7 separate regions of the Mus musculus genome follow, and all the other regions are linked to region 4. A link is a contact called in public HiChIP or PLAC-seq data. All regions are on one chromosome and are shown on one strand. The core of a region is the stretch at or near the end of the contact, and the rest is flanking DNA. Distances in the headings are between cores, read along the strand shown. Region 1 overlaps Slc25a13 (solute carrier family 25 (mitochondrial carrier, adenine nucleotide translocator), member 13). Region 2 overlaps Dync1i1 (dynein cytoplasmic 1 intermediate chain 1). Region 3 overlaps Dync1i1 (dynein cytoplasmic 1 intermediate chain 1). Region 4 holds the start of Dlx5 (distal-less homeobox 5). Region 5 overlaps Dync1i1 (dynein cytoplasmic 1 intermediate chain 1). Region 6 overlaps Slc25a13 (solute carrier family 25 (mitochondrial carrier, adenine nucleotide translocator), member 13). Region 7 holds the start of 1700019G24Rik (RIKEN cDNA 1700019G24 gene).

Region 1 (3,935 bases), core at 484-2,983, 840 kb before region 4:
TAGTCACTGATAAGAGAAATGATTCCCAACTCACCTCAAGCCTAAAGTAACATTCCACATGAAGGAGAAGATTTTTTTTAAAACAACAGTTTAATTTTTCACAATGACCAGGGAATTTAAATTCATCCTTGAGCTCATGTCATTCTTCGTGGCTCACAGAAACAAATTATTAATAATTAAAACCTATTTTACAGCTATGTTGATTTAATAGAAGATTGACTTGTGATTTCTTTTAAAAAAAAGTGTTTGATACTCGGGACTGTATCAATTGTCCCTCATTTCTGGTTTTAATGCCAGCAGCAGAAAGGCCCTATCAGGGACAGTGTGGAAGTCAGTCTGATAGCACAGCCTGTGTCCTCAGCCTGATGTCACAAGACTGTATTTCCAGGTATTTGGTCGATTGAGAGGGGTATATTAACAGTTTCAGCGTGTTTGAGCAACTTGTAAAGGCCATGATTCAAAATTTTAAAAAAGAGAAAAGGGCTGGAGTTACAACTCAGTAATATAACATTTTTATCCAAGGCCAGAGGGTTTAATTATTTAGTATCATAAAAACCACCAAAATATAAGAGACATGGTGGAGGAAAAAGCATTTATTAAAAATTCACCCATTCAACTGTTCCTTCATGCATACCTCAGAATGATAACTTCAAATGTCCGTGGTCTAGAATGGCCTTTCCCTTACAGAAAGCCCTGTTTAGGTTTCAAGGGAGAGGCTGCCACTGTTGAGAAACACACACACGAGGATGTTGGTAGGTATCCGAGACAGGAAGAAGCAGGCAATTCTGTCAGTACATTTTGTCTTAATACCAAAGGCTGAACCTTTGGGAGAAAACTGTGTCCCATCTGCCTCCCCTCCCCCAGGTAAGACAAAAGGCACACACGCCTTTGTGGAAGACGCTCGTGGAAAGAACATTTTAGAAAGCTCTGGAAAAATCCACATCCTGAAAGCATTTGATTACCCAGAATTGAAAATGGGATTTTAGTCAGTGGCAAGAGTACAAATTCATGCCTACAAGTCTGGCTTCTGCGGTCAGAGGCACACGAGGGGTTGGAGGGAAGGTTAATTTGGAAGGCAGATAAACTGGAGCCTAAGACAGATTCAACAAATATTATCACTGAAGTGCCCCCATCCTTGCACCTGAAGCGTCCCGACATGCCGTGCATTCTGAATACACAGTCTGAGGAGGCTACAAACAGTTTCAAGCGCAATTTGTTCCTCGGTTTTTATTCCCTGCACACCGAGTTATGTGCCGCTAAACATTTCCAGAAGACTGTCAAAACGTAAGCGTCCCGAGGTTTACACAGGCCACACCATTAAATAACATATAAGCACAAAGATTTAAACATTGTTTTCCAGCAATGCTAAATATTTTCGCTAAGTAAAAACTGAAGCTTGAAATGCAATAAGCATTTAAACGACTCTTTTCTCTGGGCCAGAATTCTTACTTTTCCCTGTGCGACCCTGGCTGCTGGGATTAAGGCGACCCCAGGGAGCTCCGCAAATGGTTGTGGGTTATGAGGTGCAGCAGGGGCTTGGCGACAGCGCGCCACCCAGCTTCAAGAAACCCAGCCACGACTGGAACCCAAGAACCAGTGTGTTCACTCTGTGGTCAGCTTCGCATTTTCTCTTCTCCCTGGAAAAAAATTAAAAAGGCTGCTACGAAAAGCAGGCCTGTCTCCCCCGCCTTCCAAGCAATCACTGGCTGAGCCAAGCACAGAGCTGCAGGGCTCCAGGGCTCTACACTTGGGAAGGCATGGAAGCACACAGGGGCGACATGCCTACTGGGCCTTTCCCTTAAAGAGGGACACCGTCCAGGAACTTACTGTAGCAATGACAGGAGCCACGCCGCTCCAAACATACTGTGCTGTCACTCTGGGGAGAAGAAAAACCCAGAACAAATTTCACGTGGTTCTTACCGCATGGTGATTGCAGGCCAATTCTAGGCCTGTTACAGGCATGCCACCCACTGAGCAGAAGTCATGGAAATTAGGCCTCCTTCAAAGGCTCTCAAGTCACTGCCTCCTGAGCAGAAAAAGTCAAGGATTTCAAAGAAACAGGGACAGTGTGATCCTATCTCCTACTGGCTCTTGGGCCTCTGCTGGCTTCTTCTTCTTCCTCTTCCTCTCCCCCTCCTCCCCCTTCTTGTTTCTCATCCGTTCCTTCATTCATTCATTCATTTATATATTCACTTTACATCCCAGTATGAACCTCCCTCCTTCCCCATTGTGGAATCACCCTCAGTCCCAGGCAGAACCAAGATGTTCCCCCATCAAAACCAACAGTTCATAAAGGGATGGGTGGACTATGTGCTTTTGATGAGATCTGGGCCAGTGGGTTTTTTTTTTTTTAATCAAAATCTGATCTTTTATAAAATTTCCAACAAGTGTCAAAAGGGAGTATGAGAACTCGGGCTCCCAAGCCCAAAGCTGGGACACTGCATTTTATACCATCCTCAAACTGATACCTGGTCTTCGAGGTTGCTATGTAGTAAATACCACGTTTGTCCCATTTCTGGTAAAGATCCACACCTTTAACAGGCGTGCAGATCAAAAACTCGTGGGTGATGCTGAAGATTTCCAGCTTTAATTTAACTGCAGGGACAGGGATGGAAACCTTCAGGGACTAAGAACACTCACAAACCCTAGTAAATCAATCAGCATCACCTTTGGGTAATGAGTGCTGTTGACAGTAATCACAAACTTGTAAGATTTGCTTCTTTTCCCAAGTCATCACAATGAGGCGAACACTAACAAGGGTTGGATACAGCGAAATTTGCTTCTGGTATAGCCCAGTAGTAACTTACATTACAGGTATCATAGCACAGATCTTATGGCCAACTTCCACTGTAGCTTTATGTTACTTTACTCATCGTGAGAAGAAACTGTAGCAAGTTGGGCTGGGGAGATGGCCCTGTCAATACGGTGTCCACTGTGCAAGTTTGGGCCCTGAGTTTGGATCCAACACTCACATAGAAATCCAGGGCAGAGGCACTCACATGTTACTCAAGAACAGGCAGTATGCTTGGGATAAGGCACAGGTGGATCTCTGGAGCTCATTGGTCAGTTAGGTCACCAAACTTACAAGCTTTAATTCCACTAGAGCCTCTCAGTAATTAAAATGGCAAGAGCAAGGAAGCCATCCAGTGCTAAAGCCTGGTTTCCATACATACATGCATACATGTGCACTCTTACCCAAGCACTTACAGATAAATCTACTCCCCCATGAGCACACATGCTTCCCAAACACACAAATTGTCTTAAGTATTAAAGATGTTTAGGGTGAGCTGGAGAGATGGCTCAGAGTGTTAAGAGCACTGACTGTTCTTCCAGAAGTCCTGAGTTCAATTCCCAGCAACTACATGGTGGCTCACAACCATCTGTACTGTGATTTGATGCCTTCTTTTGGTGGCTGGAGAGATGGCTCAGCAGTTAAGAACACTAACTGTTCTTTCAGAGGTCCTGAGTTCAATTCTCATCACAACCATCTGTAATGGGATCTGATGCCCTCTGCTGATGTGTCTGAAGACAGATACAGTGTACTCATATAAATAAAATAAATAAATCTTAAAAAACAACAACAAAATGATGGTTCGGGTGAGTGTATCTGTCCAGTAGTTCTTTCTTTACTCAGAGTGATGAGATATATGTTCCCCTACTCATTCTGAGACAGGAAAAGGAGCCCATGCATTACTCCGAAAGCCAGCTTCAATGGGAACACAATGTCCCCAAACATGGCATGAAGAGTTGTCAGAGTCCACTAATGACAATATTTTTGACATTTATCATGGAAACACACAAGAGCAAGCAATCAATAGCTTTAAAAATAGTTTATTTTTCCCTTCACAAACACACAAGCCTCTGACCATGATACAAGGCACCCCAAATCAATTATAAACTTAGAGCATATCTGTCTGACATGATTCAAGAGAAAG
Region 2 (3,534 bases), core at 436-2,935, 950 kb before region 4:
TGCCTGCTATTACTCCTGGCATGCAGGAGATACACATACATTTTGGGGGATTGGATGAAAGGTCTTTATTTTTGTTGTTGTTTTCTGTTTTGGATTACCTTCTCATACTGATTCCCTCAGTTTTATCACAGAACTCATAGCTCATGTGGCTGTCTGGAGTCCCGTGTAGAGTAGGCTGGCTATTTGTTGTCTTTTCTAGAGATGTGTGAGCGTGGACATTCTCGAGCATTTTCTTTACCCGGATTCAGATACCTGGGGGCAGGTTTAAAGGCATGTCAACAGGAGCATGTGGTCTCAGGAGGACAGTGGTTTCCGTCACAGGTCTATAGAAGACAGGAATAGAATCCCCTCTTGATCATTTCTTTCTAAAATGCTCTCTCTCTCTCTCTCTCTCTCTCTCTCTCTCTCTCTCTCTCTCTGTGTGTGTGTGTGTGTGTGTGTGTGTGTGTCTGTGTGTGTCTGTGTGTCTGTGTGTCTGTCTGTGTGTGTCTGTGTGTCTGTGTGTGTGTGTGTGTGTGTGTGTGTATGCATGAGCTATCCAATATCACCAGAAGAACTGACCAGTTTCATCCCTCTCCCATTACTAATAAACAAATAGACTGATGTTTCTCTAGCCGCACGGGGATTCACACAGTTTTATCAAAACAGTTCAGTCAGGGGGGTGCCTCAGAAGCGTGGCCACTGGTGCCTTGCCCCTCCTAAGGCAAATTATATCCCACCCACATGCTTGCAATTAGACCTATAAACGTGGAAGGAGGACAAAGTCAGAAGGTATTTGGTGGGAGAGAGAAGGGGTGAAGAGAAGAGAGTGGAGAGGGGACTTTGGTGAAGGAATGTTACACATTTGTGTGACATCGTGAAAGATTCAATTTTTAAAAGAAGTTGATTTTTTAAACTAAGTGCTTGTTAACAAAGAGAACCAGTGAAAATAGAATTATCATCTTTAATTCCAAGAAAAGCCTTATACCCTTTATTATAGCAAGGAGTCTATATTTAGTTCTTCCCACATGCGTACTGATTATTAGTGTTGCAAAGACATGCTTACTCCTAGATAAAGAATTTAGCAGAGTGTTGTTTTTTTCTCGAATCAAAGATTTAGATTGGTTTCTTTATGCTTGATCGTAGCTGAAAAACTGAAGTGTGCCTGGATTGGGTATTTTTAACCTCAGTATCCTCAAAATCACTGTTTGTCTTGTGTCTTAAAATCGTCATTGGAATCATCATTTACAAGTTTCACTTTCTAATTCAAAAGCTGGTATGTCTCCTGCACTCACCCATTTAAAAAGTAACTGCAGTGCCTAGGACAGTGAGCTTCGTTAGTTAGCAGTGCACCCTTGCTTATCCTGTAAGCCCATCCTTGGTTCTGTGGAGTAAGTGAGGGCAAACACAAGCATGCCTTATATACAGCAAAACCGTTTGTCTCTTTAAAATAAGTTTACTACAAATATATTCTGAAATATGCAGAGAATGGAATCAAAATGTGGACACAAGTGCCCATGTTCATATAAATACATGCACACAAAGTCAACCAAGACTCCAAAATCCCAGTCAAAAGCTATATTTCATAAAAGAGAATTATAGTAATGTTGATAGTTGGCCAAAACCTCAGGCAGGGACAGAATCCACAGAGTGTCCTGAGAGGGATGCCTTTGCAAAGCCACGCCTTGCCAGATGGTTCAGATTAGAGATGCTTAAAAGCACATGGCAGCCTGAGTTTGGCTTAGAATTCATAGTTAATTCAGTAGATAGAATAATGCAAATTTGAAACCCTATCCTGTGTATCAGAAAAACCATCAAATCTTATGATTGCTCTTCGGGGAGGTTGGTATGTAATGTGTTGATTTTTAAATGATCTAATTGAAATAGTAAAATTAACCAAGAAGCCTTAGACGGGATTAAAATAAGGGAGCACAAGTAAAAGCACCCCCCCTCGCCAAGAGTTATTCCTTTAAGCTGTCATAGCCAATCAATTTGTATGGGATACGATGGCCAATTGTCATTTCCTGAGATAGACTATGCATAGGGGTCATGTTTCAGAGGCAGCATGAAAAAATGGAAAAAATAATTTCAGTGCATGACGCCAAGAGAAACCGAAATGTCCTTAAAGACCATGAAGTGCTGCCTAGATCCCCTCACCTTGCTAATAATAGCAGAGAAAACAGCTTATGCACGAGGTTTTTCTTGGACTTTTTCAGCTCTTCCTCCTGCAGGCTCTTAGTCCTCACTGTCCACATCCTGGTGTCTAAAAATCTACTGTACCACCCTTGATCCCACAGCTGGCCAGACAGTAAACGACTCTTCGGAAAGGTCTGCGGGAGAACCGTGGTAATTCAGAACGTAGATCGTCACATGTATTACTTACTTACAGAACCAAGTCGGCCATCATTGGGAAGAGAGGTCCCTTGGTCTTGCAAACTTTATATGCCCCAGTACAGGGGAACGCCAGGGCCAAGAAACGGGAGTGGGTGGGTAGGGGAGCAGGGCAGGGGGAGGGTATAGGGGACTTTTGGGATAGCATTTGAAATGTAAATAAAGGAAATATCTAATAAAGAAATAAAAATAAAATGAAAGAAAGGAAGGAAGGAAGGAAGGAAGGAAGGAAGGAAGGAAGGAAGAAAAGAAAGAAAGCATCCCAGATGCTCAAACTCTGCCACCAAAGCAGTGCTCACTCAAAGACTCAGTCTGCTACTTCCCTAGAACAGTAACACATTCTAAGAATTTCCAAGCATAAAAACTGGAGTTGTGGTTTTTAATAACTAAATAGAGCTTTACAATCAAAACAAATGTGTTTCTCCAGCAGCAGGGACACACACAGAGAGAAATATGGAGGGAGGTTGAGAGACTCATATGTATAGAATCTATTGAACTCACTGGCATTTTATTTATATTTTAAATTAACATAGAATTACTCATATTAGTAAGATGGATCGTGTTGCTGTCAGAACCTGTGTCCACTGTTTAATGATCAAAACAGTGAAGTCAGCACATGTTTCACTTTATATACACCATTCTCTGAGGGGAGATCTTTCAACATTCCCTTGTCTGCTGCTTGAAAATATTCAATACCCCATTATAGACAGTTTTCCATCTTTGAGACATAACATCAGACCATATTTCTCCATGCTCTAACCTTGTACCATTAACCAGTCTTTCTCTATTCCCATACTTGTCTGTCCATCTTCATCATGAATTTTATTACTCCTTACTCTTTTTATTAGAGAATCTCAGCTTCTAATTAAATAAGATACATATATACAAGCATGATAGCTGGATATAGAGTTTTATTGTTTTATCGTCTGGTTGTATCTTTAATGCCTGGGGATGGAAGGTAATTGACTGCTCAGGGAGGTACAGCCATTTGAGAGAGTTCATGTGTATCTTCCAATTGTTTTTTAACACTAGGCCAACCTCTTACAATTAAAACTGCTGAAAAAGGACTTGTTTTGAGATAAGGAACTCATAGCAAAGAACACTAGCTATATGTGTATGCCCTTTTCCCAAGCCACACCTCTGATCATGACCCCTGTGTTCTGG
Region 3 (3,906 bases), core at 1,310-3,809, 860 kb before region 4:
TGAACTCAAAGTACACAAAATCATATTTGTATGGGAAATGGTGATAGTAATAAACATCATTGTAGGAAAACAGCCAATCTGAATTAGTATATTAACTCACTTTTCAGTCATAGTAAGTTACATGCATTTAAAATGATTGGAGTAAAATAATGTATAATTATAATTTTAGTGTTAACTTGATTTCTCCTGTGCAAAGTGCATAATTTTTAAAAGAAAGGAAAAGGCACTATGAATTCCAATAAAATTACTTATTTTATAGTAAGTATGGTAGCAGCCGCTTCCATTTGATAAGTATATGTGTAAAAGACCGTGATCATAATTAGATTAATTACTATATAAATTGTGTGCTTATTGAGGTAGCATTTGGTTTATGAAAATGGGTTTACAGTATTAAAATCTTTTCAAGTGCATTTTTTTTCCAAAATTGATACAAAGTACTTACAACTTTCATATTTTGTGAGTGGTTGACTAAGTGGAAAGCCCTAATGTTAAGTTTATGTAAACCATGGTAAAATGTGTCTAGTGCTTTTCAACGGCCTATGAATATATACCTCCTGAAACCGATGGCAGCTTGACATTCTCCGTCTTCAGGATCTGTCTGCCATTTCTCAGTTGTCTTTGGTGGTTGTTTGAATGCTGAAGCAATTGTCATTAGACGTTAAACGTTAAACGTTTTATGACTGACAAATTGTATGAGTTTTATAATTGTAAAGCTTTGTGTTGATTGTTTTTTGGTTGGTTGGTTTTGTGTTTTGTTTTGTTTTGATTTGTTTTTGGCGTCTTGAGGTAAAGTTTTCTTGTTTAGCTCATCTGTCCTGGATCTTGCTCTGTAGACCAGACTGGCTGCAAACTCACAGAAATCCACCTGCCTCTGTTTCCCTATGCTGGGATTAAAGGCGTGTGTCATCGCTGACACCAAAACTGTTAAATTTTGTCTCAAAAAAGTGTCAATGAGAGCAGTTAAGTCAAATCACATCCTGCAAAGCCCAGTATAAAGGTCTGCCCTGCCAGGAAGAGAGACTCTTTGGTCTGCAAAAAACCTGAGACTTTTTGGTTTGGTTTGGTTTTTTGGTGTGTGTGTGTGTCCATGTGTGTTGGCATATCTAAAATAAAATATGAAATCAAATATCTGCTTCTGTGTTTATATATAAATGCATATATATCACATAGGTTGGACTTGAAAATGAGGAAGAATAAATGACCCATTATCCCCTTGTCAAGAAAGAATTAAACGTGTATTTCCTAGAATATCAGCTATCATAACATCTTTTACCTTGGATTTTTTTTACTTGAAATAAATTAATTATGTATCATTTAAGTAATAGCCAGTCTTCTGGTATTGTAGAAAAAACCTTGTCCCTTTTCCTAGTAGGCAGGCCAAACAGATCGGGAGCCCACTCCTAGGCTGTCTTCTGGTGACAAGGTAGTCATTTCCCAGTATTTAGATTAAATCTTTTATTCTTATTGACCTTGGCACTAAGCTCTCTTGAATAGTAATTGAACACCTTCTAGTATCTAGTATCATAAAGAGTCGACTTGTCTAGCAAATATAACAGCAAAGTAGTATAACCTTTGGAGAACCGAATCTGTAGAAACACACCCAGAGATAACGTCCTCCTCTGTTAAGGCAGGCACAGCGTGCCCAACACAGTGTCTGTCATATAACAGGAATGAATGAGTCCCGGCGTGAAGTGTGACGGGAGAGTTAAGCAAAAGCTTAATTGTACAATGCGTTCAGAATGCAGCCTCCAAACCGAGTACAGTCTGGTAGCCACAGGAAGTGTGACTGTATGTGCACAGAAAAGGAGTTTTAGAAAAGACTGTTTGTCCTTCCAGTCATTACCTGGTCTTCCTCCCTCCCTCGCTTTTAGAAGAGAGAGATTGCCTTGGCGGCCAATGCAGTGAAAACCTAGTAGTTGACTCAAACACTTGTCAACCGCTAGAAAAATGCTTCCTTTTCATTGTGGTTTTTTTTTTTTTTTTTTTGGGACACTATAGATATGATAAATCATGAACTGCATTATAAAAATACTTCTTTTATGCCCAAACATTCCGTAGGAGGAAATGACATTTCTTTTATTACCTTGGTAAATGTTTTTAAGGTGTTTAGCGATAAGCTTTCTTTTTGTCAAAACTGCTTAGATTCCGTGGTTGCTAGGAATTTACTGGAAAACCTATAGTCAATAACATGCGGGAAGAGGCAGCAGCATGGTTAGTCAGCTAATGTGGGGAGAGGCTTGTCTAGGAACCCTTTCTTTTTGCCCTGCCTCTCTCTGTGTGTCTTTTGTACTATGGAAAGGGAGGTGATTGGAGTTTAGGAAGTTTATTCTCCATCATTGTCCATCAGCCATTGTTTCCAGCACTTTCTGCATCTTTCGGGCTGAGAAATGGATTGTTCCCAGTAGTAGACAAAATAATAACATCCAACAATTTCAGGAGACAGGCAGCTGATATGATTTCAATATGTGCACAAGCAAGGGCATCTCTAGGGCTTGCCGAATGAGGTCTTTCTTTCTCAGCTGTTGTTTGGTTTTGGTTTTCTCTGCAGGAAAACACCTCTGGATTTTGGTACCCTTGCTTACAGGATAAATTTTAGCATGAAGAATAATTGTAACTGTTAATTTCTCAAGACAAGTGTTTAAATTGCTTATTTCCTTCCATAGTTACTGGCTTACTGCCACTGCCAGACCCGTATCTGTTACTATTTACTTTGTCTTTTATGTCTGATTTTCGTTTCTTACCTTATTAGGTGGGAAAAAAAAATAACGTTGGTTTGAGAAACATCACCCGTTTAAAGATAGAGGAAAAAGGGCTTTGGCAAACAGGTCCAGGTTAGAAAGCAGGTGACCTCCCTAGTAATTTTAACCTATTGACTGGCTGGTAATAGCAGGCTACAGAGCAGATGTGCATGCGTCCGGCTTTCCTGACTTCTCGGAAGCTTCTTCTAAGGCTAAGTCGTCCCGCCACAGTCTACCTCGTGGTGGAAGGCTGTAGTGTGTCTTCGCCTGTGTAGCTGCGTCCTGGCACAGGATTCTGGTCCGTGGTTTCCTCCGTTGCTAACAGGGACCTAGACCTTGCCTTTCTGAGAATTAAACACAGTGAAGCTGCGTTTATGTGAAGCGGGTCTGCCCGGCTGATCTAACGTGGCTGTTTCAGAACCTGCTACATCCCACTTTGCTCCCATCTGTGTGTCAAAAAGCAAAAAAACAAAAAACAAAACAAAACAAAAAAACAAGACAAAACAAAAAACAAACAAACAACAACAACAACAAAACAACAGGCTTTCTCTGAACACAGATGCATGTGTGCATGCCAGTGGGTTTCTGCTCTCCTGGATTTGGGTGCCATTAATATCTGTGGGTGGGTTTGTTTGGTTTTAACCTTTTGAGTCTAGAGGAGTTAAACTGTCATTCTGAGGGAATGTACACAAGCTTCCCTCATTCTGTAAGGCACTAGAAACAGTGTGCATTAAAATAAAAAGGTCATTTGTACAATATCTTTTTAGCAGAAAACTTTCCTGCTGGTGTTAATATTGAATATGACATCGTTCTCGTGTCTGTTCACTATCGGCGGTTCATGTTATAGCCCCACAGACTTTTTTTAAATGACTCCACTTAATTGAAAGATTACAAAGACACTGATGAACCACACATCCACAAAAGTATTTATCTTGAACCTAGAGACCACCTCACTTAGTTTTTTGGCCATGATTAATGGAACTGAGAAACTAATTGAGATTATGGAATATTTTTTTCAACCTCTTAATTATCCAAGGTTTTCCAACCATGCATTTGTAAATGGTGCCTGAGATATATTTTATCACAAAAAGATTCATAGCTAGAAGTGAACTGCAACTATTTAATGGAGTATAGAAATGATCCTTGAAACAGTCTTTACTGCAGCTAT
Region 4 (4,075 bases), core at 1,152-3,651:
TTTACCATTCACCATCCTCACCTCTGGCTCCGCCACTTCTTTCTCTAAATAACCAAAACAGACTAGGTTAGAGCTTCCTGGCAGACAATGGCTCGTTTGCACAGGCCCTCAAATCAGCGAGATTTTGTTTGTTTTGAAATATGTAGTCATCTTTCTCTTTCCCAATATCACAATCTTGGCTTTTCAAACCCCAGAGAAATCTGTCCCATCCTCAGATCATACATGGAAGAGCTGGCGAGTCTCTGACTACTAGCCACTGTGTGCGTGGGGCACTTTGTACACATCAAGTTCTTCGCTTTAGGGATGGAACCCTTTGGAGATGCTTATTTTTCTCATTATTTTTTCCCTCCCTGTATTCACCTTGTGTGTTTCTGGGACGCGAATAGCCACTCCAATCCCTGGGCGTCACGCGAGGAGGCCCCTGGGCCATGACCCTCTGTCGGCGTCTGTTCGGGCGCCCGCAGAGGCTAGACGCTTGGGCAGGGAAGACGCTAGCCAAGGGCTCCAAAGTTCAAAGACCGACAAGCAAACTATGTTCCTTCACTACAGCGGCAAGCGGTCGGTCGGGGCTGCGGCAGACAGAGAGCCGATTATGTAGTCCCCATAATCTCACTGCAGATCTGAGAGGGCACAGATGTGTCTGGTTTCTTTCACAAATAGACTTAATATGTTCTTGACCAAAAAAAAAAAAAAAAAAAATCCTCTCCCTATGCAAGGATACAGAGACAGCAAGAGGAGCAGACTCAAACTTCCATCAACAATGTATTGCAAAGGAATCTGTAGTAAGGATATTTTCGTAGTAAAGGGGAGGAACCAAGGAAGAATTCTCACTGTCATAAATGTACCCCGCTGGGGTCCTGTGAATCCGTGTTTTGCTAATGTGCCCCTAGGCCACATGGCCCCTTTTCCCCCTTCAGTCCTGAAAGGAGTGGAAGAGTCGGTGTATGAAGCTGCTGCCAGAGGAAGGGTGGAGAAGGAGGGAGGGCTGCGGTCTCCGCTCTACTGGAGTAGGGGATGCTAATATTAGCAGCCTTATTAATGTGTCGGTGAGGGGAGATCAAAATCGACTAGTAAAATTTCTCCACTGAGACTTCACGCCTCTCATTTACCGCCCAAGCTCTCTACCCCACTGTAACGCTCTAAGGAAGTTTCACAGTGGACGGAAAGGGGAGTCTGTGGGGAAGAAGGAAGGCAGACAAATTCTAGGCACTTACGGAGAGAGCACTCGATGGAGTGTGTGTGTGTGTGTGGGGGGGGGTCCCTCTAACAGAGTGAACTCTCGGCAATCCTCCGCTATTTTAAATGACTTTTTGTATTTGGAAATACCTTGGATAAACCGCAAAGTTCCCTGTTCGCTTTTCTGTCAGGCTGCAGCCCTCCGGCCCCCAGGTCACCCGGTGTGCTGCCCGCACCCTCCATGAGAGGCCTCGGGGCGCTTCGCTGGCTAATCCAGACTAGATCTCACCAACTCAGCACGCTCACCCAGAATTCCAACTAACTTTCCTTTTATTACGCAAACACCACTAGGGCTGCTTGATTTCACCCACCCCCCGCCCCCCAAATCCCTTAGCCTCTTTGCAGCCAAGCTGGCTTTCTGGCTAGGCCAGCTAGGAATCCAGCTAAGGAGGGATCCTCGAGCAGCGCCAGAGGCAAAACACCCGATTAAACCTCTTCAAAAGTCCTCCACTGCCCCCCCCCCCATGCCGGTGTGAGGTGCTGTCCTGTTTGCAGTCCCAGGCCCCCACTCGCTTCTGCGAAGCACCCTTCTATGGGTGCGGACAGCGTGGCCCTCATCTACCACCCAACTTGGCGCCCGCGGGGTTACGGATGCCCTGGGTACCTGCCTCCCGCCCCCGCGCGCCTACCTGGCTGGCTGGTGGCACTCGGGACGCGGTTGTAGGCGCCGCCGTACTGGTGGTAGGGGCTGGCGTAGCCGTAGTCGGCATAAGCCTTGGCCGGGTAGCCGGCTGCGGAGCCGTTCACGCCGTGGTACTGGTACTGGTAGGGGTTGAGCGCTTTGCCATAAGAAGCAGAGGTAGGAGAGCAGTAGCCGTGCGGGGCGGCCCCCGCGGGACTGTAGTAGTCAGAATCGGTGGCCGAGGACTCGGGCAAAGTTGGCGATTCCTGAGACGGGTGGTGCATGGCGGCGGACGTCGGGAACGGAGCTTGGAAGTCGCCGGATCGGATGCTTGGGACTCTTCTGTCAAACACTCCTGTCATAGCTCCCGGGCGGTGGCTGTTCTTCTACTGCGGCGGCCGCTGCTGCCTGAATTGGCTGTGGAGCTGCTCTGGTCTAAGCAGACATGGCTGTGGGAGCGAGGGAGGAGGAGGAAGAGGAGGAGGCGGCGGCGGCGGCGGGGAGGAGGAGGAGGAGGAGGCTGGGAGTCGTGGAGGCTCTGTCTCCCGCAGGCTGACTGCTGGCTGAGGCGCAGCACAGCCTTGGTTAAATCCTTAATTGCGCGCTTACGCACAGCGGGGTGGATCGGGTTCCATTGGCCAGGGCTTCGGGAGCAGAGCAACACCCTAACTCGTCCAACTAGTTTTAGCACAACAAAGCATTGCTTAAAGAGAGAGAGAGAGAGAGAGAGAGAGAGAGAGAGAGAGAGAGAGAGAGAGAGAGAGAGAGAGAGGCGTACAAGGAGAGAGAGAGTGTGTGTGTGTGTGTGTGTGTGTGTGTGTGTGTGAGAGAGAGAGAGAGAGAGAGAGAGAGAGAGAGAGAGAGAGAGAGAGAGAGAGAATATGAGTTGTTCCCTGTTGGGGGAGGGAGGGTCTCAGTCGATCTCTTTTTAGTGAATAGCTTCGACAAACCAAGCAGTCCCAGGGCCTAGCTCCGTGCTGTTTGAAGACAACGTGTTCCAATCAGCAATCTCAAAAGTACAGTTTAGAGGATGCGGTTCTTGATGCTCTTTTCTTGCTCCACACCTACCAGTCCTCTCCCCCCTCCTCCGACGGAGACTGTAGGAGAGAGCACCGCTGTGGGACTGTGTGCAGAGGAGGAGCAGTGTTAGATGGCAGTGAGAACAAATGGAGAACAGCATTGTCTTAGTGGGATGATGGGAAGCAAGTTGCAACTAATTTATGTTGAAAATTTGTAAACTGGAAAACAGTTGGACACGCAGCAAGCGCTTTTGCAGAAGCCCCTGTTTCTCAGGACTCCACAGAGATGTCCAAGAATCTAGACGTCCCCAGTGGCAACTGAAGTCTTTACAGGGACTGCTGAAAATCAATGTCTTTCATTCCTGAATACCTTGCCACTGCCTGAACTCTCTTAGTTGGCTTTCCCAGAGAGCTGAGCAGCCTTTTGGTTTTTTGCTCAATATCCTCGACTACTTGGAAGCTTCTAGAATGGCTCTTGTCTCAGTTCAGGAGCCAGATTCCTGCAAACGTGAATTGATTTGGGTGTGTGACCTATAGTGTGCCTCCAGACCAAATGGAGTATGAAGACCGAAAAGTAGGCAAGGAACCAAGTCCGCTTGGGAGATGGGGTTTCGATCATGGACGACCCTCTCCTGGTTCCATTACCTACATCCACTCCAATCCCCCTCTCAATTCTTGAGTTTGGGTTCTGTAGCATCCCCCATTATTTCCTGCCTACTGAGCATCTTCGTTTATGTACAAAGGGAGCAGGGTTCAAGACTCATACACTGGCCACAGACCACCAGAAGAAGTTTATTTTGTCAACATGGGCTTTTCCTCTAGTTATGATTGAGTGAGGCCTTAGGAATGTGTTCTGATCCTCACTCAATGCTGTGTCTACTCCCCTCAAAAATGAGTTGTATCCTATTTTGGGCCTCCTTTTGGCCAGGAACCTGGGAGTGTCATTGAATGTTCAGGGTGGAATCTTCTGGTTCCTCTTCTGGTTCCCCTTTTGCCAGGGGAAGAAGTGAAAATCTGCCTGAGTTTTGTCTGAGGTTACTTTGTTCTTGTTTTGGCAACCAAGGACTCCAAGCCTCTGTCAGAGAGCTGGAAGCAGGAGGTCAGTCCCTCTCTGGAATCTGGAGCTGCAACTGGAAGCAGCAACACGTGCCTCAGGTGCACATGGGCCCCATAAACCCAGGCTACTGTTGCTTTTCCT
Region 5 (3,971 bases), core at 436-2,935, 930 kb before region 4:
CTATAAGGACATGTCCTACAAGCACCTGGAATTCCTCTTCATGCAAATGAAGCGTTCTCAGAACCTAGTCACCAGCCAATAATGTACATTCGTCCTGAAAACCCCAAGCCACTCCCCAAAGCTTGTAGCCCCTATTACACCCTATAAAAGAGCTTTTTTTACTGAGAACTGTCTCACAGAAGACTGTTCTCCTCTCCCTCGCTGCCAACAGAGTTCCTGGAGCCTGCCGGGCTGAAGTCCGGTCTAATGTGCCTGGACACCCCAAGGGCAGAAGCAGAACCGAGCCAGCACCCCACCTTGTGAACTGAGTCACGATTGGTTGTCACACCCATTCACATCCCCAGTGAGAGCCAGCTGTTGTGGGAGGGGCTCCTCTGACTGCTGAGACATGCAGCTCCTCTGACTGCTGAGACATGCGGCTCCTCTGACTGCTGAGACATGCGGCTCCTCTGACTGCTGAGACATGCAGCTCCTCTGACTGCTGAGACATGCAGCTTCTAAGATTGACTTAACTACCAGGTTCTCAGACTCTTAGACACGACTTTAAACTGTGGTTACTATTTTAAGTGACTTTGTAAATCCACATATATGTACATGATGTATATGTACATTCATCCCATTGGTTCTGCTCCTCTAGAGGACCCTGACTAATACAACATACATCCCCATTTATCATCCACAGCTTTGTACTTTTTTAACAAATTTTTTCCCAAAATGTGAAACTGTCCTTTCGTGACTTGTCTGGCTTGGTTCTCACAGAAAGAAAACTCTAAGCACTTATCCACATTAAAGGCCACGTGGTACTCGTGCCTTGGTGTTGCTGAACACCATTCACAAGGACTCATCACCTTGTTTGTGCCCTCTCGTCTGTGGTGGGCATTTCAATTGTTTCTGCCTTCTTACTGTTAGAAGTGGTGCTGTTATGGACATTGGTGCTTCGCACAAACCTCTGGATTCAGTGGTCCTGGGTCGTCACCAGGGAGTGGAATGACTGGGTCATGTGGAAACTGCTCCGTCTGCGGGGGAGCCACGAGCCCCATTTTCAGAGTAGCCTCACTATTGTGTCCACTCCCACTGGCAGTTGTAGTGAGCTTTCCATTTTCTCCACACACGCTAGTCAGTGCTTGGAGTCTGCCTCCCACCTTTTGTACGGCGGCAGCTGCATAGCCCCTGCTGTGGACCAGTGAGGGTCTCACCAGAGAAAGGCATGCTAATGCCAAAGAATTCCAAAACCGCTTCTAGGGATGATTGGTTTCTCCGCTATTGAAGGAGTCAGATTCTAAAATCAGCTGCTTTACTGTTTTTTTGTTGTTTTGTTTTGTTTTTTGTTTTTTAAAATGCAAACTGAGAAGAGAAGTAACAGGCAAGCTAACTCAGTGTCTGCCAGAGAGATCTCAGTAGCAATCAAGTGACAACTTTTCGTGCATGGTCTGGTCCTTCCTCTTAGAATTTGGAATCATGGAGTGCACGTGCCAGGATAGACTATCAGAGAAAGAGTGGGGGTGGGGATGGGAGAAGAACATGAATTGGGGCAAAGGACCCTTTCCCTCCATCCATGAGAGTGTTAATTCCTGTCTCCTGGGAGCTTTATCACCTTCACGTCTTCCACACGTGAGCCTTTGGTAGCAACACGCTCTTATTACACGTGTTTCCATTAACAAAAGGAATATCTCCGCGAGGTCCTGAGGTGCTTACAGAAATGCACACTAGTTCAGTGGTAGCCAGAGGGATCCGATCCATCTGCCTAACGGCCTTCTGGCAGTTAAGCATTTTACTTTAAGGCAAATAAAATGTCAGCCACCATTAGGCAGCATCTGGCAACAATATGGTCATTTCATCCCTGGGGACCGACCTCTCCCCCAGAAAAGATGGTACTTGAAATAGGAGAGGCTTTTGACTGCAGGACCTCCTATCCCTCCCACCCAGGCATGGTGGCTAAGGAGTGGGCAGACTGCCACCCACAGAAGGACACAGGGAGCCAGATCAAATGTGAACCTAGGGGGCAAACTTCTCATACAGCAGTGACCAAAGGCTGTTCACCCTCGCTATATGGGTTTGTGGTTAAGGGGGAGTCTGATCTCTAAGCTGGCCTAGATTAGCTCTACAAAATGTAAAACAGTCTCCGCAACCACTTGAAGAAGAACTTGGGCTGACTGAACTAAAAGCAGTGGTGGGCTGTGAGTGAAGAGAGATGCTCAAAGAGGAGACTCCGCCCCTTGGAGTTCTCCGCCCACCCCCCTCCATCCACCCGTGAAAGGGGCAAAACAAGCAGTTCTTTTGAAAGAGAGGGTGAGGATGTGTAACCTTCTCTGGTGGGAGCATCAGTTTAGGGGTTCGAGACCACATGGGTAATAAGAAGAGCTAATTTGCTATCACCAGGGAAGCTGCCTAAGACTGGAAAAATAACACATTTCTTCAATAGTCTGGGCGAGTGTACGGGTTAAAAAAACAAACAAACAAACAAACAAACAAACAAACTTATCAATTGGGCTGGCTTGCTTCTCACACGCAGTGCTGGGATGTTCCCTGTTCTGAATTGGGAGGAATTGTGTTCTTCAAATAAGCCAACTGTGCTGTGCGCCGTGCTGGGAAGCACATTCCCACTGTGGCACGGTCTCTGTGGGAAATAGATGCAGGGTAGGCAGTTTTCCATCAAGCTCCTTACATATAGGCTTATCATATTTCTAGGCCTCCAGTTTGACCAACATGGTCACATCAATGAAATCATGAACTTTGTAAAAACAGAGTTCAACTGGAGTGTCAGGAGCATTTACTTTGATGAAATGGTTGACATTGTCCAAAACTTCTCACCAACGTCATGGCTTCTCTCTCAAGCTACCTTACTAATATTGGTAAAGTCTATCCTTATTTTTTTCAAAGTAAAGACCCTAGCGCTTTAAAGAATAAAATACAATAAGTAAAAAAACTTTGAATGTAAGAATATTGGTACACACATGTGTTTGATTTCTTTGGTTGTTTGTGAATAGTTCTAGCGAAGTAGAGCTGGCCTTAAACTCCTCATCTTCTGCCTCTACATCCCATAGATGGAATCCCACCCCGCGGATGTAACGTACAATGCACATTACCCATGTACCACTGGATTGGGCCACATGCACATTCCTATAGAGCCCTGAAAAGCAAAGAAAGCATCCTCAGGCCAACCAATCTTTCTTGTTTTAATTTTCTTAGTCTTAGTTTAATAATGCCTTATTACAATGTTAGAAAACTGAGCTACTGCACAGTTTTAATGTGTAGGAAAGTGGTAAATTTTAAAGTAACACTAATATTACTTTTAAAAATGTTTTCCAAGATAATTGTCTTTGGGAAAATGTGTTGCTAATAAATAGATAAATAAATAAATAAATAAATAGCCCTTATTCTTTTATGTTTATTTTATTTTTATTTTATATACATTGATGACTTGAATGCATGTATGTCTGTGTGAGGGTGTCAGGTCCCCTAGAACAGGAGTTACATACAGACAGTTGTGAGCTGCCATGTGGGTATGGGGAAATGATCCTGGGTCCTCTGGAAGAGCAGCCTGTGCTCTTAATTGCTGAACCATCTCTCCAGCCCCCACCCTTCTTCTTTTTTTAGACATGTCAAGTACCTTTTCTGAGATATGTCTTCCTACTTTTTACCTGACAACTATAAGCAGGAAGGTGATGTCACCATTTGGGCTTTTCATTGGCAGTTAGGAAATTCCATGACAGTCCCAGCAGCAGCAGCAGCAATTAAGTCAGTAGCTGTATGCAGTAGTATGCAGTAGTATGCAGTAGTATGCAGTAGTATGCAGTAGTATGCAGTAGTATGCAGTAGTATGCAGTAGTATGCAGTAGTATGCAGTAGTATGCAGTAGTATGCAGTAGTATGCAGTAGTATGCAGTAGTATGCAGTAGTATGCAGTAATATGCAGTAGTATGCAGTAGTATGCAGTAGTATGCAGTAGTATGCAGTAGTATGCAGTAGTA
Region 6 (4,014 bases), core at 1,161-3,660, 720 kb before region 4:
TCTGTGGCAGAGCTGAGGAGAGATGAAGCACAAAGCTGGGAAGTGGGGGACACACTGTGGCATGGCTTCTACGCCTTCTTGCTTGTGAGGTAGGCAGACGCAAGTGCTGAGGACACAGGGATGATGGGTGCACCAGAGGAGCAACAAGTAAGCCAGGAGCCAAAGAAGCAAGGCCTCGATGGAGAGGCACACAGGGAATCAGCTTGCTCATGTAGGCAAGTACGGAGAGCTGTAATGCGCACATCAGAGCTAGTAGCCAAGGCCTGACAGTTTTATTGACAAGTCCATAATATGCAAATGAGTTGAAAGGAAAAGGACCAGATGTAAGGATGTCTTGGTAGGATCCAAAGAACCAGAGAGGCTTAGATGACAAAGAAAGGTAGCCAATATCAAGTACTCATCTCTCTTTTTTTATTTTTATTTTTTTTGGTTTTTTGAGACAGGGTTTCTCTGTATAGCCCTGTCTGTCCTGGAACTCACTCTGTACACCAGGCTGGCCTCGAACTCAGAAATCTGCCTGCCTCTGCTTTCCCAAGTGCTGGGAATTAAAGGCGTGTGCCACCACCGCCCGGCAAGTACTCATCTCTTAAGAACAATTTGGAAACAGAACAAAAGTCTTAAAATGTCATTATTCTTTGTCATAGTTACAGTTTCTACTGTGATGAAGCACCATGAGCAAAGCAAGTTGAGGAGGAAAAGGGTTTGCTGACTGACACTTTCACATTGCTTTTCATCACTGAAGGAAGTCAGGTCAGGAACTCACACAGGGCAGGAATCTGGAGGCAGGAGCTGATGCAGAGGCCACGGAGGAGTGCTGCTTACTGCCTTGCTCTCCATGGCTTGCTCAGCCTTCCTTCTTAAAGAATCCAGGATTTTCAGCCCAGGAACGGTACCACCCACAATCGCTGGGTCCTCCTACACCAATCACTAACTGAGAGATTGCTCTACAGGCTTGCCTACGGCCAGATCTTATGGAGGCATTTTCTTAGTTGAGGTTTCTTCCTCTTACATGTGTCAAGTTGACCTAAAACTGTCCAGCACATTCTTTGACATCATAATCTCACTTCTAGGGATTTATCATAGGAGAAAAGTTAGTGAATGTATACAAGCTTTTACTCTTAGGAAGCCTCACAGAACACTCACTGATATTAGTGGAAAAAACTAAAAACAAAACAAAGCAAAAACTCAACATACAATATGTGCTAGGTTTACTAAAAGAACTTTTATATATACAGTACTACCTACCCACCCAAAGTGATATAAACAAACCCATGGCATTAAGTTAAAAATCCCTTACACATAATGAGAAGTAACTGATTCCATCAGCAGGGCCTGTTGGTACCTGTGTGCCACCCGAGCATTTAGGAGGCCAAGGCAGGAGGATCTTGGCCTGGACTCTAGGGGGAATCCCAGGATAGTTTGAGCTATAGGGTGAGACACCTTAACTCAAAAACCCAGCTCCAGTGAGCTCAACACGTTGATAGTGTTTGCTCCAAGCCCAAGAGATTCATACAGGGTTTTCCTGTGCCCTCAGCACATGCACTCATGCGTATGCTCACACGCACATTCCCCAAAATAGCCATAATCAAAAAATGCTCTAAAACTAAAAACAAGATAACAAAGCCAAGTTACTCCATTTTGCTGAAAATAAACAAAAATATTTATATGAGCACAAATTCTGAACAAAATCTGAACCATGCCTGTCAAAGTGTTAACCGTGCATCTCTTTCATTGAATTATTTAAAATATAAGGCTTTGTTCTTTATTTTTGCTCATATTTTCTATTTCTCTCCCAATAACATATAGACCATACTGAGTTTTGCAACAAGGAAAAAAAATTAAAATTTATACAAAATCAAACAGCAAAAGTCCAAGCCTTGATGGGGGGGGGGGGTGGAAGAGAGAGAGAGAGAGAGAGAGAGAGAGAGAGAGAGGTGCAAGAAGACAAGACTGAGAAAAGAGGCAGAGGCTTGGAGGTAGCACAGGGACTTCAGTTATCCAAGGTGGGTAACTCTCCTCTTCCTCCCTGCTGTGGCTCATTCCAGCCCCGCAGAGGCTGAGACCCCACGTGGTCCTTTCATCATCTCCGGGCCCTATCTCCAGGCCAGTTCTGTGGCTATGAGAATTTACACAGCTGCGCAGGAGGCTCTGATCTGCTCAGACTTTAGGAAGTTTGAGTGTAGACAATGCACCATATCAAAATCCAATTACCACTTTACTCCAATTCCTAACCACAAGAGGCCTTCCCAAAAATAACTTTTGCTTATTACCCCCTTCTGTGAGCTGCAACAGAAGTCAGGCGATTGTCCAGGATTAGTGGCAGAGATAAAAGTGAAAGAGTAAAATCTAAGTCCAGAAACAGAGCTTCCAAGACCACCCATGTGCAAGTACTGCGGTTCTGAAAAGGAGGAGGAGGGGCAGGAGGAGGAGGGAGAGGAAGCAGCAGCAGCAGCCGCCAGCATCTGACTCTGTGTTCCCCAGTAAAGAGCCATGGGCTCTATAATGTCTTTTAATAACTTTTTGGCTTTCCCAGCTCTGTTCCTTGAATGCCTTGCAAATAATCCAGTGGACAGGTAGGGTGTTTCCACTCTAGGCTATGTATGTTCTAGACATAAATGATGACAACTACACGAATCTGGGTAATCAAGGAACCGCTCTTCAGTGGCTGGGTAAAGCAATGCGCACAAAGGGCACCCCAGAATCAGGTGACAAAATGCAAAGAATAAAGAAGACAGATGCCTGAGAGCTGTGCTGGAGCCCCAGGCCTGGAGACTTCTTCACTGGTGTGGTTAGCCCCAACTCCAGTGCTTCTAGACTGTAGGGACGGAATCAACAAGCAATTCAGAGGAGAGGCGGGATGCTTTGTGTGAATGGTTAGCAAAGGCGTGCAGGAACCATGCAAGGGGGCTAAGAAAATCCAAGACTAGCTAGCCTCCCTGGGGTAAAATGACAGCCATGGAGTGGCAGGGCCATTCAGACTTTTATACCCATGTACCTACACATGGCATCGCTGCAAAATGAATGCAGGGGAGTGCCATGTCTTGCCAGAAAGACCCCTTGAGCCAGTACCGCGTAGCGCATAGACCAAGCAGTTCTAGTTGATAGCAGCAGAGAGAATGTGGCCAAAGACAGTCTGGTGGAGCGTGTACTAGAAGTCCAATTAGGGCTCCGTCCCCTTCAATGACACCTGGAAGCCTATGGCTGCAGGGACAGTGGCAGTCAGAAGACTGATAAGGGCTTAAGGTCACCAAGGATATTCGAACTGCCCCTTACATAGGTGACAAGGGAGATCACACATAAACAGAAGAAGAAACAGTGCTCTGGTTTCATGTTTCAAGGCAGCGGGAGTTAGGTGGAGACTAGACCAAGTTCTTGCCTTACCTTAGCTTCACCATCCAGTGGCCTCCTTTCCTGGGCTATGAGGGGTGTGTCTGTCTTGCCTGTCTTTCCCCCGCCCCATGTGGGATCCTCTGGTCTCAGGGAATCTTCCCAGGTCCACCCCGGATCCAGCATGGGCTTGGCCTGATCCGGCTGGAGGCCAGTGTGATTGGCTCACAGCTCAACTGAACTCTGGTTCAAACCTCACTGGGGTGTTTGCCAAGGGCCTATTTAAATCCATTGGCTCCAGAGAAACCTGGCAGATCGCATACCATTCAATCAGGCAGGCTACTGCCTGGCTCTAAAAAGCTATTAAAGATTTTTATTACTGATTTTACTGAGTTGCTATCATGAATTTGGCCTATAAATACCACCTCTGCATACATCACTGCCTTCATGTTGACAACGACAAAAAATATTTAAGCTTTCCTAACTGTGAGCTTACCACAGAGAGTGACTCGTCTATACTGCTAACCCTAACTATGTGGCCACAGCCTTATAGGTCACTATAAGTAGCATTCAAGCTACTCAGACTGACAGTGTCAACCAGGGGGTATGGCATTCCTACCTTCACCTTCAACATTGGCTTCCATGACTGAGGCTGGTAACCAAGCACTTAGACCAATATGACTCATC
Region 7 (3,563 bases), core at 752-3,251, 900 kb before region 4:
TGCAAGAAAGGTAAAACAACAAAAACAAAACAAAAAACCAAAATATTAGATAGAAACTACATATTAAAAAATCAAACAAAAACAAGCTTGAGACTTTACAAATATCTCAAAATAGGGATCTCGCACAAGTCTTACTTAACACTGTCAGCTTGTTTAAAAGGTTTAGAAAGCTGTCAAAGACATATGACTACTATTTAATGGCTTTCATGAATCTTTAAATATGATATTATAATAATCTTAAATGGCATTACCTTCTAGGGATGCATACCAGAATATTTATAGAAAATATAAATATATTTTCTATACTGCTGCCAGTGATTTGCTCAAAATAAGCCATTTGGGAAAGGGAGAGCCTGTGAATAGAGATAAATAAGACTGCGTGTGTGTTGGTAATTACTGAAGCTGAGTGAGTGACATTAGTCCATTTACCAATATGCGTGTGCAATGTTTGAAGTCTTCTCTAACAACATTTAAAGAAAACCTGAGAGTAAATAACCCTGACAAATATTCAGAACTGTGATCTGCCTCTGTATTTGCCAACCCAGAAGTCGCCAGTGCTCAAGGAAAACACACTTTCTTTGGAGCATGAGAAAAGAGCACAAATTATAATAGATCAAGGCCTGAGAACAAGGTGAGAAGCAGCTGGGGCACCCAGGGTCTGTCTTTCTTTCTTTTGACTATTGAATTTTAAGATGGAGTCTCTTGTAGACCAAGATGGCCTCAAAATCACCCCATAACAGACAAGCCTTGAACTGCTGAAGCACAGGCCTGAGCCTCCCTAGGACTGGGATGTCAGACATTCACCGTGGGGGTTGGGTTTTGCTGCTGCTGTTGTTGCTTTTGTATCTGTTTAAGAACTGTAAGATGCTTGTCCATGTTGATGTTACAGAAGTACGGGTAAAGGAAGAAAACAAAATCTATAAGTGTATGCTGGAGGGAAAGGTAGTTAAAATGTTTGCATAAATAGTACCCCTAGCACGGGCAGAGCAATTCAGTTTAGCTTTGAGCAATGACATCTGTTCTATAATAACAGAGGGACAGGAAGTACTGGGTGGGACAAACACAATCCAGCAGGCTTAGTGACTGGAGGAGAGCAAACACTGATAATGACTATTTTCTTAACAAAGTAGGAGACTCAGGTCTCTGGTGAATGGAAGTAGAAACGCTAGAGGAAACAGATTTCAGCTAGTGTAGATTCATGAATATAAAACAAATTGTGTAAACAAAACACAAATGGCTCTGGGCACGGTGGTGGACCGTTTGTGGTCAGAACAGTATTTTCATGTGTCTATCTTTGAAGCAGATTTTTACCAATGGAGGTCAGCGGTAGAAGTTTCTACATAAAGAAGGGAAGGAAAGGTTTCTGGGTTGGAGCTTTACCAGAGTGTGATGGAAGTAAACTAGAACGTGGGACCTGGAGATAGAAGAAAGGAGGCATTTGGTTTTATAAGCTCATGAAAACAGGAAATAAAAACAGACAGGAGGAGGAAAGGGAGCGAGCATCTGGAAAGCCATCGAGGATCAAAGAATGGGTAGGAAGGAAGGAACTGGGAAAATGATAGCAAGAAATTGCTATAGGGAAGTAGGATGCGTGGATGTAGCATTTCATGACTGGCCTAGCTCCAAACGAGGTTTTAAAAAATCATGAAGAATACAGTTGCCCACAGTGGAAACCTAGTGAAGGTGGAGGTCACTCGAAATAGGAAGAATATAGAGAAGAAGGCAAAGGTGCTGCGACACAGTGGGTTTGAAATGGGTCAGATCATCCCAGATCTGACTATAGCAGGGCAGAAAGAAACCATGATGACAGTGGTTAAGTTTTCAGTGACCCCGGCTTTTCCCTGGAGTGGAAGAACGGTGAAGCAGTCCCAAGGAGCAAGAAAGAAGCCTTTTCACTCACTGTTTGGAAAATGCACACACGATAACAAACAGCTGCTGCCCGAGCAAGGTCAGCCTTTTAGCCGAAACAGGAAACGTTGGTCTAGGATTCCACTGAGGTATAGAGAGCTACCAACTGGAAAACAGACGACACGGGGTGGGGGTGGGGGTGGGGGTGGGGGTGGGGAGCATTTACTATGGAACGAGAGATCCACAGTGATGGGGATGGGGGCACGTTGGAAACATCTGGAAAACAGCAAATTGTGAGAACAGATTTTGACAGATGCATACTAATAGAAATTTCTACAAAAAAAAAAAAAAAAAAAATCCTGTGCGGACCTACAAAGAAGGAGGAAGTGGGGCGGGGCTTAAGTTCCAACTCGGAACTCTGCAGCTTGAGGACAGCTTGAAGGGAGTCAAGATTAAAACACATTACACATCCATCCTTAGCCCCAACCCTGACCACACCAAGTTTCATCACTAAACCGCTGTCAGGGAAGACTTCACTGGGAAGCAGAAACTTTGTTGGAGTGGTTTTCCTCATAAACAGAGGGCCAGGCTGCATTCCAGGCAGCTGAGTCAACAAACACAGTAGCAGACATTTTTATCCAAAAGGCTAGAAAGTCGGGGTCCAGTAGGGAAATGACGCTGGAGAGATAGCTGTGCTTGATACAGATTTTCAGTTTATTAGATGATGGGGGTAATTAATTACAATTTAATTATAAGAATTTTTGTGATACAAAACCAGTTAATTTGCATTGGGTAGCCCATATCAACCTTGTGGTAAACGTTTCTTTCTTTTTTTTTTTTTTCAAAAAAATTTATTAGGTACTTTCTTCATTTACATTTCAAATGCTATCCTGAAAGTCACCTATACTCTCCCCCCTCCCCCCACTGCTCCCCTACCCACCCACTCCTGCTTCCTGGCCCCCGCATTCCCCTGTACTGGGGCATATAATCTTCGCAAGACCAAGGGCCTCTCCTCCCATTGATGGCCCACTAGGCCATCCTCTGCTACATATGCAACTAGAGACACGAGCTCCGGGGTACTGGTTAGTTCATATTGTTGTTCCTCCTATAGGGTTGCAGATCCCTTTGACTCCTTCGGTACTTTCTCTAGGTCCTTCATTGGGAGCCCTCTGTTCTATTCAATAGCTGACTCTGAGCATCCACTTCTGTATTTGCCAGGCACTGGCATAGCATCACAAGAGACAGCTATATCAGGGTCCTGTTAGCAAAATCTTGCTAGCATATGCAATAGTGTCTGGGTTTGGTGGTTGTTTATGAATGGATCTCTGAATGATCCTTCCTTCGGTCTCAGCTCCAAATTTTGTCTCTGTAAGTCCTTCCATGGGTATTTTGTTCCCCATTCTAAGAATGAAGGAAGTATCCACATGTTGTCTTCCTTCTTGATTTTCTTGTGTTTTGCAAATTGTATCTTGGGTATTCTTAGTGAGTGCATATCATGTGTGTTCTTTTGTGATTGGGTTACCTCACTCAGGATGATTATTCTCTAGTTCCATCCATTTGCTACAATTTTCATGAATTCATTGTTTTTTTTATTACGTATTTTCCTCAATGACATTTCCAATGCTATCCCAAAAGTCCCCCATACCCTCCCCCCCCACTTCCCTACCCACCCATTCTCATTTTTTTTGGCCCTGGCGTTCCCCTGTACTGGGGCA

The links. HiChIP or PLAC-seq counts read pairs in DNA pulled down with a chosen protein or histone mark.
Region 1: a contact with region 4 is called in an H3K4me3 HiChIP or PLAC-seq map of embryonic limb bud, with 8 times the contacts expected there. The contact joins the enhancer-like site here to the promoter of Dlx5 in region 4. A contact is called at or near these places in 9 of 39 promoter capture datasets (the C10 cell line, the HPC-7 cell line, cranial neural crest and 5 more) and 17 of 115 datasets of contacts at active chromatin or transcription factors (SST interneurons, acute myeloid leukemia, cardiomyocytes and 11 more).
Region 2: an H3K4me3 HiChIP or PLAC-seq map of craniofacial prominence shows a contact between it and region 4, with 6 times the contacts expected there. The contact joins the enhancer-like site here to the promoter of Dlx5 in region 4. A contact is called at or near these places in 12 of 39 promoter capture datasets (the 3T3-L1 cell line, the C10 cell line, cranial neural crest and 7 more), 8 of 115 datasets of contacts at active chromatin or transcription factors (craniofacial prominence, embryonic basal ganglia, embryonic forebrain and 5 more) and 1 of 9 other capture datasets (embryonic stem cells).
Region 3: an H3K4me3 HiChIP or PLAC-seq map of craniofacial prominence shows a contact between it and region 4, with 12 times the contacts expected there. The contact joins the enhancer-like site here to the promoter of Dlx5 in region 4. A contact is called at or near these places in 10 of 39 promoter capture datasets (the C10 cell line, cranial neural crest, embryonic stem cells and 6 more), 19 of 484 Hi-C or Micro-C datasets (astrocytes, bone marrow-derived DN2 thymocytes, bone marrow-derived macrophages and 11 more) and 15 of 115 datasets of contacts at active chromatin or transcription factors (PVALB interneurons, craniofacial prominence, embryonic basal ganglia and 10 more).
Region 5: a contact with region 4 is called in an H3K4me3 HiChIP or PLAC-seq map of stem cell-derived neural progenitor cells, with 12 times the contacts expected there. The contact joins the enhancer-like site here to the promoter of Dlx5 in region 4. A contact is called at or near these places in 11 of 39 promoter capture datasets (the C10 cell line, cranial neural crest, embryonic stem cells and 6 more) and 11 of 115 datasets of contacts at active chromatin or transcription factors (SST interneurons, craniofacial prominence, embryonic basal ganglia and 8 more).
Region 6: a contact with region 4 is called in an H3K4me3 HiChIP or PLAC-seq map of neural tube, with 5 times the contacts expected there. The contact joins the enhancer-like site here to the promoter of Dlx5 in region 4. A contact is called at or near these places in 10 of 39 promoter capture datasets (the 3T3-L1 cell line, the C10 cell line, HPC-7-derived erythroid cells and 6 more), 1 of 484 Hi-C or Micro-C datasets (embryonic fibroblasts), 12 of 115 datasets of contacts at active chromatin or transcription factors (craniofacial prominence, embryonic basal ganglia, embryonic forebrain and 6 more) and 3 of 9 other capture datasets (embryonic stem cells, embryonic tail and embryonic trunk).
Region 7: an H3K4me3 HiChIP or PLAC-seq map of fetal liver shows a contact between it and region 4, with 27 times the contacts expected there. The contact joins the promoter of 1700019G24Rik here to the promoter of Dlx5 in region 4. A contact is called at or near these places in 6 of 39 promoter capture datasets (the C10 cell line, cranial neural crest, frontonasal cranial neural crest and 3 more) and 12 of 115 datasets of contacts at active chromatin or transcription factors (SST interneurons, craniofacial prominence, embryonic basal ganglia and 9 more).

What each region holds. Positions count from the first base shown.
Region 1 is chr6:6,037,403-6,041,337 of GRCm38.p6, forward strand. Slc25a13 (solute carrier family 25 (mitochondrial carrier, adenine nucleotide translocator), member 13) reads right to left here. Exons shown (of 18, transcript NM_001177572.1): 18 at 3,816-3,935. Among named protein-coding and RNA genes, the nearest start is that of 1700019G24Rik, 62 kb to the left of the region's middle. Within about 2 kb of position 1,734, at least 31 of the 459 cell types and tissues checked have an H3K27ac peak or open chromatin away from gene starts, as enhancers often do. A contact at or near this core is called in embryonic limb bud, where this site is marked.
Region 2 is chr6:5,934,121-5,937,654 of GRCm38.p6, forward strand. All of the region lies in intron 10 of Dync1i1 (dynein cytoplasmic 1 intermediate chain 1), which reads left to right. Among named protein-coding and RNA genes, the nearest start is that of 1700019G24Rik, 42 kb to the right of the region's middle. Within about 2 kb of position 1,686, at least 6 of the 459 cell types and tissues checked have an H3K27ac peak or open chromatin away from gene starts, as enhancers often do. A contact at or near this core is called in craniofacial prominence, where this site is marked.
Region 3 is chr6:6,017,487-6,021,392 of GRCm38.p6, forward strand. All of the region lies in intron 16 of Dync1i1 (dynein cytoplasmic 1 intermediate chain 1), which reads left to right. Among named protein-coding and RNA genes, the nearest start is that of 1700019G24Rik, 42 kb to the left of the region's middle. Within about 2 kb of position 2,560, at least 4 of the 459 cell types and tissues checked have an H3K27ac peak or open chromatin away from gene starts, as enhancers often do.
Region 4 is chr6:6,879,667-6,883,741 of GRCm38.p6, forward strand. It overlaps Dlx5 (distal-less homeobox 5), which reads right to left and starts at 2,402. Exons shown (of 3, transcript NM_010056.3): 1 at 1,866-2,402; 2 at 1-44. The coding sequence starts at 2,220.
Region 5 is chr6:5,954,661-5,958,631 of GRCm38.p6, forward strand. All of the region lies in intron 10 of Dync1i1 (dynein cytoplasmic 1 intermediate chain 1), which reads left to right. Among named protein-coding and RNA genes, the nearest start is that of 1700019G24Rik, 21 kb to the right of the region's middle. Within about 2 kb of position 1,686, at least 7 of the 459 cell types and tissues checked have an H3K27ac peak or open chromatin away from gene starts, as enhancers often do. A contact at or near this core is called in neural tube, where this site is marked.
Region 6 is chr6:6,157,316-6,161,329 of GRCm38.p6, forward strand. The region is part of intron 3 of Slc25a13 (solute carrier family 25 (mitochondrial carrier, adenine nucleotide translocator), member 13); the gene reads right to left. Among named protein-coding and RNA genes, the nearest start is that of Slc25a13, 58 kb to the right of the region's middle. Within about 2 kb of position 2,411, at least 21 of the 459 cell types and tissues checked have an H3K27ac peak or open chromatin away from gene starts, as enhancers often do. A contact at or near this core is called in craniofacial prominence, embryonic stem cells and neural tube, where this site is marked.
Region 7 is chr6:5,975,392-5,978,954 of GRCm38.p6, forward strand. 1700019G24Rik (RIKEN cDNA 1700019G24 gene) reads right to left here and starts at 2,002. Exons shown (of 3, transcript NR_040255.1): 1 at 1,901-2,002. The region is part of intron 14 of Dync1i1 (dynein cytoplasmic 1 intermediate chain 1); the gene reads left to right.